Linked DNA regions of Rattus norvegicus: region 2 is linked to region 1. The links are chromatin contacts, called in public Hi-C maps. All regions are on one chromosome and are shown on one strand. The core of a region is the stretch at or near the end of the contact, and the rest is flanking DNA. Distances in the headings are between cores, read along the strand shown.

What was found. A called contact is a pair of places that touch in the nucleus more often than the background predicts.
Region 2: a Hi-C map of frontal cortex shows a contact between it and region 1, with 2.9 times the contacts expected there. The contact joins the enhancer-like site here to the promoter of Kctd1 in region 1. A contact is called at or near these places in 4 of 12 Hi-C or Micro-C datasets (frontal cortex, kidney, mammary epithelial cells and 1 more) and 1 of 1 datasets of contacts at active chromatin or transcription factors (oligodendrocytes).

The regions. Positions count from the first base shown.
Region 1 is chr18:6,490,382-6,495,852 of GRCr8, reverse strand. It overlaps Kctd1 (potassium channel tetramerization domain containing 1), which reads left to right and starts at 3,750. Exons shown (of 5, transcript NM_001100516.1): 1 at 3,750-5,471. The coding sequence starts at 3,750.
Region 2 is chr18:6,574,706-6,580,313 of GRCr8, reverse strand. It overlaps a transcript of Kctd1 not described here. Among named protein-coding and RNA genes, the nearest start is that of Kctd1, 85 kb to the right of the region's middle. Within about 2 kb of position 1,778, at least 4 of the 93 cell types and tissues checked have an H3K27ac peak or open chromatin away from gene starts, as enhancers often do.

The sequences.
Region 1 (5,471 bases), core at 2,501-5,000:
GTAGTGTTGTCTGAAGGTTTTGATGGCTTTCAAAGAGGTTGCCTAGTGGTTTTCTTTAAAGGGTATCCTAATTGATATTGGCAACAAAACTGTGACAATCTGAATAGGAATTCAGGGCATATAAAGCAGGGATGTGGGTGTGTAGGATTTCCTCCTCAAACAACGGTAGTCTCTACTTTCTGAGATGGGGAAACACAGAGACCTAGGTGGTACTTTCTAATGATGTTGACAGAGCATCTTGTGGAAGTTGCAAACCTCTCCAGGTGGCTCGCATGGCTTGTGATGAAAACTCTGACAGTCCGATGGTTACAGCAAAAGTTCCACATTGAGCTGGTTTGTTTTTGTAATAAAGAAGCCACAGCTCTTGCACAGTTGTGAGTGGGGAGCTGAGTAAATTTCAGGATGTGAAGTCAAGTGGGGGACTTAGAAACCAGATAGACTGACAAGTAATATTGCATCAACAAATAAAAGAGCATTTTTAGCAATCATTTTTTTTTTCGATTTCAAACTGAGTATATTGAACCATGGGGTGTTTTTAAGAGATGATTTAATGATCGTAGAACTGAACTCTTTTCTGAGTTCAACTGTAATTTTATGCTATTGGTTTTTTAAAAATTAAGCAACCTTTCCCTGTTTCTTTCTCTCATTTAGTGGGAGCAGTGGGGAAAGGATGCATATTTAATATTTCTCGTTGTGTTTGCTTTGTTTTGTTTCTGGCGGTTCTGCTCAGTTGGTTAGTAACCTGAAGAAGTCTTTTTCAATGTATGATGAAGTAGTCTTTTAAGTATACATTTTTGGTAGCTGGTCAGAAGCTGGTGCAAGAACAACAATTCTGGAAACATCAGGTCAAAGCATACTTTTCAAGGTGTTTCTTTCGTCCCTAGTTTAAATTCGGGTCCAGCCGGTTATTCGGAAAATTGTCAAGGCAGCTCCTGAAACTGCTGTTTCTCCAAGTCCGTTAAAAAGCGATTCAAGCCTGGGTGGCATTTCCCCCTCCCCACCTCTGCTATCCCCCACCCCAATCGCCTGGCTTTTGCCAGTAGGGACTTGCCCTGGGGGGTATTTTGTCCTGGGAACACAAAACTATTTTCTTTTCTGGAAATACGTTGACGTCAACTGGAAGCTGTTTTTGGTTGCTTTGTTTCCCGGAGCGTCCAACCCAGCACACTGCCTCCGGCAAACTGCAAGCAATTGGAAGCAGCTCCCCTAGAGGGGAGGGGAGCCGGTGTCTGCGTGGGAGCGAGTTGGGGGAGTGTTGTACTCGCTATGCTGCAAAAGTGGGGAGAACTGGAGAGCGACTCTCTCCTGGACCCAAGCGTGGAACTTGACCCTCTAGTCGAAGTCCGGGACACAGCTTGGAGCCAGGGCACACCCCGGGTTCATAGCGCTTCTAGAAGTCAAGGTTACTGGTAGTTAAGTGACTTGCCAGAGCCCAACAGAGTTCTCAGCACTGCAGCGATTCTCCAAAATCTGGCACCATCACGGGACGAAATTCAGGCACTCCGGAAGTGGCACTGTGGGCTGAGCTTTGAGCCATGTGTGTCCACTTAGCTGCCCACTGCTCCAAGCTCCGAGAATCTAGAATATTTCTTTACATATATCCAGGGCTGAGACGGAGAACAAAATGCTTTGACAAATCTGACAGTCTCCCTAGTAGCACCTAGGGAAGAATTCTCCAGAAGTATAAACCTCCAAGATCCTCGTCTGCTCGGACAGTTGTAATAAGAGGGCGCATGTGGGCGTGTGTGTGTGTGTGTGTGTGTGTGTGTGTGTGTGTGTGTGTGTGTAGTTTCCCAAAGGAGCTGGAGGGAACCTGTGAGACTGGGACTTGTTACAACTTGTTTTACACCTGGCATGTCTTCCTGACGCTGTGGTGTCCAGGGCTGAGGAAGCTCTTGGAGAGCGACGAAAGATGGCCACAGAAAAGCCACTTAGCCGGCCACTTGGCCCAGACTTAGCCTTTCTTTTTTCTTATTTAACATTCCTTGTAAATTACAATTTGATGGATGGTTTCTATTGTGGCACAAAATGATAAACGCCCTGGGAGGGGACGGGGAGAAGGACAGGCGACAGGGAAGGAGGGAACAAATAGTTGAGGCAGGACTCCCCACAGCTGAATTGAGACATAGAGGCAAATTCCAATGACGCACGCGGGGACCTAGCGAGGTTGCCTCCCGGGAGGCATGGCCCGGCACTTGGACGCACTGCTGCGATCTGGCTTCATCGGTTCTTAATGGCCTTGGGTCTCAGGCCTGGCTGGCAAGCCAGTGGACACTCGCTGGAGAAAGTTAGGATGACCGCCCCGGTTACTGCCACCAACAAATAGAATAGTAAAGGTCTTGGTGTCGCGCTAGGGCGCTACCCCCAGGGCCGGGAGTGGGGCTGGTGATGACGCGAGGACGTGCCCAGAGCCTGGGCGCGCCAGGGGCGGAAGTTGGCTGGAAGTGGGACAGTACCTCCTATGGGAAAGCGGGACCCGGCGAGCTCTCTGGCAGTCTTTCCAGTTTCCGAGGTGCTCGCCCCCACGCGCCGGAGGCAGCACAGCCCGGAGGGCGAAAGCAAAGCAGTTGGCAAAACGAGAGCGCGCTAGAGATCCTAATTGCTAGAATTGTGGCGAGAGCGGGGGCGACCCAAACCCAAGTTCACTTTTTCCACCCGCCCGCTCTCGCTTATCCTTTAGGGATCCGCACTGCTTTAGCGCCAACCTGGACACTCCTCGCCCCGGAGTGTTGTGTTATTTTGCTCTAGGGCAGGGAGGAGCGGTCCAAGTGGGTGGCAAGTGGGTCCCTGGGGTCCCGGAAAACTGCTCTTCCCACATCTCCCCTCCCACCAACCCCTCCCAGTCTTTCTTTCTTGCACTTTCGCGGGGCTGGCTAGACCGGCGCGGGCTTGCCCCAGACCTTTGGGGAGCGCCCCAGGTCTTTAATGACAGCTTAAAAGTGGCAGTTGGAAAAGTCTAAACAGATGAGGCTGACGTGGGGCGTGTTTTGCTCCTTAGCAAGAGTCGGGATGGGAGCTGAGAGCCGCGCTGCTGGCCCCAGGCCCCCGCTCCTCGCCGCCAGCAAGTAGGTGGGGGAGCCGCTGCTGCCGCCAGCCCCATCCCGCTCCCAAGCCTCGCCCGCTGCGCCCTGGCCGCGGGCGCACAGAGGGTGCAGGGCCTCCCCGAGCCTCCTCCACCCAGCTCATTAACCTGCCTGCTCCGGGCGGTCCCGGACACCGGCTCCTCGCAGCAGCACCCGCGGCTGGCTCACTGCAGCAGCCTCCCGGATCCCCCGGCTTCGGGGGGCAATGAGGGGGCGGTGGAAGGGGCACTGCTCCTCCGGCATTACCTAGTGAAGCGACACCGCCCCGCCCTCCCGCCGACCCTCCCTCGCGCCCGCCCGGGCCCGCGGGCCCGCTCCGCCAGAGGGTAAGTTGGGAGTGTTTCGCCCCCCACCGACAGCTCTCCCTCCCCTCCCTACTTTTTCCCCAAAGTTTTCCTAGAAGTGGGGATCGGGCTAAAGAAGGAAGAAGGTCCGGCTGGCCTCCCTCTTTTACCGGCTCCTGGCCACAATTATCCCCCGCTTCCCCTCCCTGGCATCCCCTCGCCCCTCCCGTGAGGCGCTCCGGAATGACAATTGGAGCGCGGCTCCTTTAAGAGCCCGGCTTTGCCTCCCGGTAGCTGAAGGTCATTAAACACAAAAGCTCTCAGCGCTGCGGTCCAATATAGCGCATGCGCCCTGCCCGAGGACTGGCAGGGAGACGGCAATATGGCGAGAATGCCTGGCAGCGGGGACTGTAACACCAGCGCGGGCGGCAGCGCCGCCGCTGGGGCCGAGAACAATGGGGAGCGGGGCGAGGGCGAGCGCGGGGCCGGGGGCCGCGGTCGCCGCTACGGCCGCCCGCATTACTGCAGCGCGGGCGAGGAGGAGGAGGAAGAGGAGGAGGAGGACGAGATCCAGGAGGTGCAGATAACGGGGGACGAGGAGGAGGACGGAGGTGGGGGGCTGGAGGAGGACGAGGAGGAGGAGGAAGAGGAGGAGATGGGGATGGACTGGGAAGAGCCCCTGGAGCCAGAGGACTCGGCCGGGGAGGAGCTGGAGCCCGAGCCGGTCCATATGATCCATATGGACCAGAGCGCCGCGCTGGAGCCCGAGGCGCCGCCACGACTGCTGGCGCCCCGGGCCCGCGCGGGGCCGCCCGGGGACAGCGCGGAGCTGGACCCCGACGTGCTGCAGCGCCCCGAGCGGGCCCGGCTGAGCGAGAACACCCGGCTGGCCACCCGCTACGCCGTGCGCATCTTCCGGGAGTACCTGAGCGAAAAGGCTCAGAGCCCAGACTTCGAGACCATGGACAAGGGGGCGCTGTGCCGCGTGCTGCGCTCCTTCTATGCCGAGGCCCGTTCTAAGAGCGGCCAGCTCTACAGCAAGTCCTCGCTCATCAGCATCCGCAGCTCCCTCAACCGCTACCTCAACGAGCCCCCTTACTGTCGCACGCTCGACCTCACCAAGGACCCCGAGCTGCGCAGCGCCAACCTGACGCTGGCCGCAGTCATCCGCAAGCTCGAGGAGCAGGGCGCGGGGCCCGTGGTGCAGAAGCAAGCCATCACGCGCGCCGACCTGCGCAAGCTCTACACCTCCAGCGTCTTCAGCACCAACACGCCCTTTGGACTGCTCAACAAGGTCTGGTTCGAGACGTGCATGTACTTTTGCACGCGAGGCCGCGAGAACCAGCGCGAGCTGGAGGAGGACTCCTTCGGGCTGGCCATGGACGAGGACGGTCGCAAGTTCGTCTACTTCAAGTCGCTCGGGCCTTACCACAAGTCGCGTTCCTCGTCCTGGAGTAAGAAGCGAGCGGAGAGCAGCGACGAAGAGAACTTGCCTCGCATGTACGAGACAGGCACTGAGTTCTGTCCCTACGCCAGCTTTGTCAAGTACCTGTCTAAGCGCAATCCCCTCTGTAAGGCGTTCTTCCAGCGGCCCCGGGACCACTGCAGCGAGGGCGATGTGACATGGTACGAGAACAAAGCCATAGGCAAGAACTTGCTGGGCACCAGGATGCAGATGCTCTCCAAGGCAGCCAAGCTGTCCAAGACCTACACTAACCACTGCATCGGCGCGGTGTCCATCGCCACGCTCAACAGCATCGCGGGCATCGGGACCAAGCTAGGCTCCCCAGCCCCGCAGGGCTGCTACACCGACTCTCTGAACGGGTCAGCTCGTCACCACTCCCACCATGCCCCCACCCATCCTTCCCACCACCACCGCCCCCAGCCGTCCTCGCTGGGTAGCACTTATATCCTCCCCAAAGACAGCCAGGTCGGGCCCGACGTGAAGTCCGAGGCTGCGCCCAAGCGCGCGCTGTACGAGTCAGTGTTCGGGTCCGGGGAAATCTGCGGCCCTTCTTCCCCCAAAAGACTTTGTATCCGTCCCTCCTCGGAACCTGTGGATGCGGTGGTAGTGGTTTCCGTGAAACACGACCCCCTGCCTCTT
Region 2 (5,608 bases), core at 529-3,028, 86 kb before region 1:
TGGGTACAAATGTTGTAGGGTTTCAAAATACTGCAGACATACAGAGCTGGTCTTTGAAGACTGGCAAGTAAGACACCCTCTTCAGACCCCACCCTGGGAATCAGAAGATTCTTACTCTGCGGAGCAGTTCCGGAGCTGGTGCGATGCCCATTCCATCCAGCAGATGGCAGTGATGCACACTCCTGGTCTCTGCAAGCCTCTGGTCTTTTACTTTCTGGCATTGTCCCACTTTCAGAGAAAGCTGGGTTGAGCCAACTTTTAAAACCTGCCTTGGCTCCTTCTTGGAAACTACTTGCAGCTCAGAGGGACAACTGGAACCATCAACACCTCCAAGGAGCCCATTTTCTCTTAGGCGGTGGTCCAGGGAGGAGAGAGTTTATACTTTGCTAGCACCCACTGATTGTGATTTCCCAGAGAAGGGAATTATGTAAGTGTGTGTGGTGTGTGTGTGTGTGTGTGTGTGTGTGTGTGTGTGTGTGTGTTCTTGAGTGCCTAGTTAAACCAACAAAGAAAAGTGCTTTCGTTCCCTAACATCAGCCATATTATCACATGCTCAGTTGAAAGGACTTGAAGCCAATTAGTCATCAGAAATCTGGAATTTAGTAAAGGTGATCACTCAGTTTGAAGTATTCATGTGCCGCCACGCAGGGAAGAGTGCTACGGTGCTGTTTGTAGTCACCGACAACTTGCTTCTCTAGTTGCTTGGAACTCCGAGTCTTCTGTTAAGCCTGTGATGGTAAATCTAGCTCCATCGATTCCTTCCTCAGAATTAAGATACTAATTCATCCCAGTCACTCTGTAAAATGGGTGAGATTTTTATGCTTTGACCTATGAAAAGCACAAGAAGGTACCCCAGGGCGGCGGGGTTGTGGCTCAGTGGTAGAGTGCCTGTCTTTCATGCAGGAACTTAGAAATTCAATCCCTCGATCATCATAAATGAGGAAAGGTGGCCCAGCCCTGGAATCACAGCATTCAGGAAGTGGAGGCAGGAGGATTAGAACTTCGAGGTCATCCATCCTTGGGTACATAGGGAGTTCAAGCCAGCCTGAGATGCAAGAGACTCTATGGGACTCTAGGGGGGTAAGGGAGAGAGAACATTTCAAAAGAAGTATAAGCACATTGGCTGTAATTCATTCTCAGACCCAGGAAAACCAATGAGTAATAAACCATAAAGCACTAAGCTGTGGGTCCCGTGATAGCTGGGGCCTTGATTTAGATACAAGGGGAATCAACACTGACAGTGTAGGGGGATTATGTTCTAGATGTGTGTGATAACATTTTAATGGGGGCAGGGGTCTTTAGACATTCACAGCCTTTCAGCCAGTTTTAGAAACATGGAGTGTTATCAAGGGCTCTACATGGTCTGCTCTCATTAGTGGATCTTTCTTCTCCTGAGGCTTGCCATTCATTTCTCAAGGAGGCAGAAATGGCCGGATGACTTGCTAAATCCTTCTTTCTTTCCTTGCTATGTAGTCAAAAATGATTGAGCTTCTGATCCTCCTGCCTCCACCTTCCAAGTCTGGGGACGGCAGGCACATGCCAGCATAAGTTTCTTCCCAGCATTCATGAGGGACAACTAGTAAAACAGCGTTTTTGCAAAGGCAACACAAGGTGAATGGAAGTCACATGGCTGTTTGCACTAACTTAGCCCTTCCTTGAGCCGTGGTTTGGGCTTGGGACAAGGGACACAGGCCTTGGGACTTGGAGGCAGGAGGATCTGAGCTCAAGGCCAGCCTGTACCTCTCAAAAATAAACAGGCTGACAAACCAAATGCCCTTTGAAGTCTGAGAGGCAAAGCTGGTGTTGGGGGCTGAACTTTCATGGGTTTGAACTCTGCGGCCTGTGGTATCATCAAATAAAGTGGCTACACACATCAATCTCTAAAGGAAAGCCAGAGTTTCAGGATTGAATCTTCCTTTTTTGGTGGCTCAAATATTTCAGAGATCTGAAGAATAGACACGATGAATCATCCCGAGGTTGCATAAGTCACACTGGCTATACAAGAAGCAGGTGGTTTTCTGAAGGAAAACCAGATCTTGATCTAACTTTTACCCAGTTCACCTATCACTGCAGAGCAGGAAGAACCGTGAGTTCATGACCAGTGGAATCATGGGTACATTGCCAGTTGTGTCTGTTGGTAGGAGATGAGTCAGAGCTGAGAAGGTGAGATGGAATGGGAGTTCTCCAGACCCGTACCTTAAGCAATCAGGGCTATTTCCAGTCATTTCCCCCTTGCAATTAAACCTCTGTGTCTATGAAAATCATTCACAGTGCTGTCCTTTTGCTTCTGATGCATCCTCGTGCTCAAATGCATCAGAAACTATGGATCCTGAAGCATAGAGCACACACCAACCTCAACCAATTCATCCTGCGTAATTATCCAAGAGCCTTCCGTGGTCATTCCTTCTACTTAAAAAAAAAGTGTAAGCCAAACTATATCTCTGAAGTCAGTTCACTCAGTAAAGGTACCCATCAGCAAGGCTCACAACCTGAGTTCAATTCCCAGGACCCACTTGGCAGATAGAGAGAGCAATCAAAGTTGCCCTCTGACCTTCGGATACTGCACACACTCTCACTCGCCCACACGCACACCTTAAGTACATAAGTAAATCAAATGTAATACAATTTCAACGCACTTCAGACTTCAGACACAGATTCAGATTTTCGCTTTGAAAATGTGCTCCTACGTTCTTTTTTTCTTCTTTACTTTCTTTGTACAATTGCAATATTCATGTACTTCAGTTATTTTTGACAGCTCTTCTGCAAACTACAGATGCTGGGGAAGAACATTTCTAAATTACCCCACTACGGAGTAATTTTGTTTTTTAACATGTGAAAAAAGAAAAAAGATTTCTTCTGCTAAGTCTCCGTGTTGCCTCACTCTCCTTATGGAGATGGGCACAATACTTCTAAGCTAGTTGATGGATAAAGCTCTTCGTATGTAATTGTTTTTAACCTCAGATTATGAGTTTGTACAGCCACAAATGGGATTTGTGTGTGGTTGTTCCAGAGCAGATAATGGAGTTTACGAATATCCTGTCTCCCAGGACAGGGGTGTAGCTCAGTTGCCAGAGTCCTAGCCTACTATGCGGGAAGCCCTGGGTCCCAGCTCTAAAAAGTCATAAACTGGGACCCTGCAGTAGATGCCCTTTTGACCCCAGTGCTTTGGTGCTCGAAACAGGGTTTCAGGGTCATCCTTGGCTACATGTGAGCTCAAGATTAGTTAGCATGAGATAGCAAGCCAGGAATTTGCCACAGACTCACGATTTCCTTGTTTCACCTCAGCAATTATAAAACCGGACCTCAGAGTCAGCTCGATTTAGCCAACCCCTTAGCAAAGTCTTTGCTGTGTGAGTGTGAATCCTCACCCTGTAACTGGGTGGCTCTCAGACCCCAGTATGCACCAGGGTAGCCTAAGGAGCCCCTTAAAAGCTGGGTCCTGGCTCCACTCCCAGTTTCTGAGTAGGTAAGAGGGAGGACTGAGGACCTACATTTCAAACAGGCTCTGGTGAGCCCTGACCTCTAGGGCTGAGGAAATGGCTCAGTGGTGAAGAGTCCTGGCTGTTCTTGCAGAGGGTGGGTAAGATTCTCAGACCTGCATGTAGGCTTACAGCCATGTGTAATTCCAGTCCCAGGGTGCCGACACCTTTTTCTGACCTCTACAGCATATCATCTTTATGGGGCATACACACACTCAGGCACAATAGGCATACACATAAAATGAATTTTAAAAGAGAGCATCTATCCTCAGGGACAGTAAACCCTAGAGATGTTCCAGGAAGGAAATAAGACAGGATCTGCCAGCCAGACACTTTTGGGAAACACACCATACATTGTCTCCTTTGAAGTATTTTTAATGCGTTTTAAAGTTTCGGGAAGGTGTGTAATACGCCGAAGCAATGTTCTAACTTGGTGTTTTTCAAACGCATTGGACTGTAGAGTTCTTTATTGTCTTGCTACCCATTAACTCAGAATCATTATTTCTGGAACACACCAGTTAAGGCTGACTCAGGTCACAATGCCCCTGAGAACTAGTCTCTCTGACTTCCGCTTCAGGTGGCCCCCCACAGCCAGTGAAGCCAGTGGGGTATGTCTGTCACCTTGTCACTGCTGTCCATCAGCTGTCTGCCACTCCAGCACTCATCTTTAGACCAGAGTATACGGTTTGCTCACGTGTTCCCACCAAGCGACTTTTTTACCTCAGGGCTACCTGTAATCCCTTCTCCAGTCCCTCTTGTCCCTCCCCTGCTTTTGTTCCCGTTCCTTTCTGCTGCTCCCCGCTCACTCAGTCAGGTCTTCAGCAGCTCCTCTCATTCCTCCACTTCCTGGACCTCTGTGTCCTTCTTGGCTTTCCAAGGCTCACTTTTCATCCCAGGGGGCAAGAATGGTGACTGTAGCTTGTCACATAATTCTTCTAATTGGTGCCATTAAAAAAAAATCACCTGATCCTGGCTGACAAAATGGGTCTGTGAGTAAAGGAACTTACCACCTCGCCTAAGAGCCTGAGTTCAGTCCTGGGGACCTGCTGGTAAAAGGAAGGGATCAACTCCACAGGTTGTCCTCGGACACGTACGGGTGTGCTGTGGCACGTGCACCTCACCCCTCACAATAAGTGAGTGAATAAATAATGATAGGTAGCTAGATGGTAGATAATAGATAGGTGGTAGATAGACAGACAGATAGAGAGATAGACGATAGATAGATGATAGACAGACAGATAGATGATAGTAGATAGATAAATAGATAGATAGATGATAGATAGATAGACAGCTAGATGATAGTAGATAGATAGATAATAGATAGATGATAGAAGACAGACAGATAGACGATAGATGACAGATGATAGATAAATGATAGTAGATAAATAGATAGATGATAGACAGATAGATAGATGATAGTAGATAGATAGACAGATAGGCATAGATAGATGATAGACAGACAGACAGATAGATAGATGATAGACAGACAGATAGATGATAATAGATAGACAGATAGATGATAGTAGATAGATAGATGATAGACAGATGATAGATAGATGATAGTAGATAGATAGATAGATGATAGATAGACAGACAGATAGATGATAGACAGACAGATGATAATAGATAGATGATAGTAGATAGATGGATGGATGGATGTAGGTTTAAACATGTTTTAAAATTATCTGTTTGTTTAGGTACGGTGTGCATGTATTACTTTTTGTTTGGTTAGTTTGGTTTTTTATTTTTGTTTTTATTTTGTTTTTTGTTTTGCTGTGCTGGGCATTACTCTACATCTTACCAAATAGTGAGGAACCAAGCAGGAGTGATCCAGGGTCTCATTTTCATTCTTGGGGTGACAGGTTAAGAGGTTAATCAAGGGCTGGGGAAGGAGAAGTGCAGGCATGAGAACCGGAATTTGATTTTCAGCACATACATGAAAACTTAACTGTGGTGGGACACATGCTGCCCCTGTGCTGGGGAGATGAGACAGGACATCCAGAACTCCTGGACAACAAGTCTAGCCAAATGGAAGAACTTCAGGCCATGACAGGTGACGTCTCAAAAGCAAGGTAGACCATGACTAAGGAAGACAGCCAAGGACGTCCACTGGCTCACACACTTAGGCA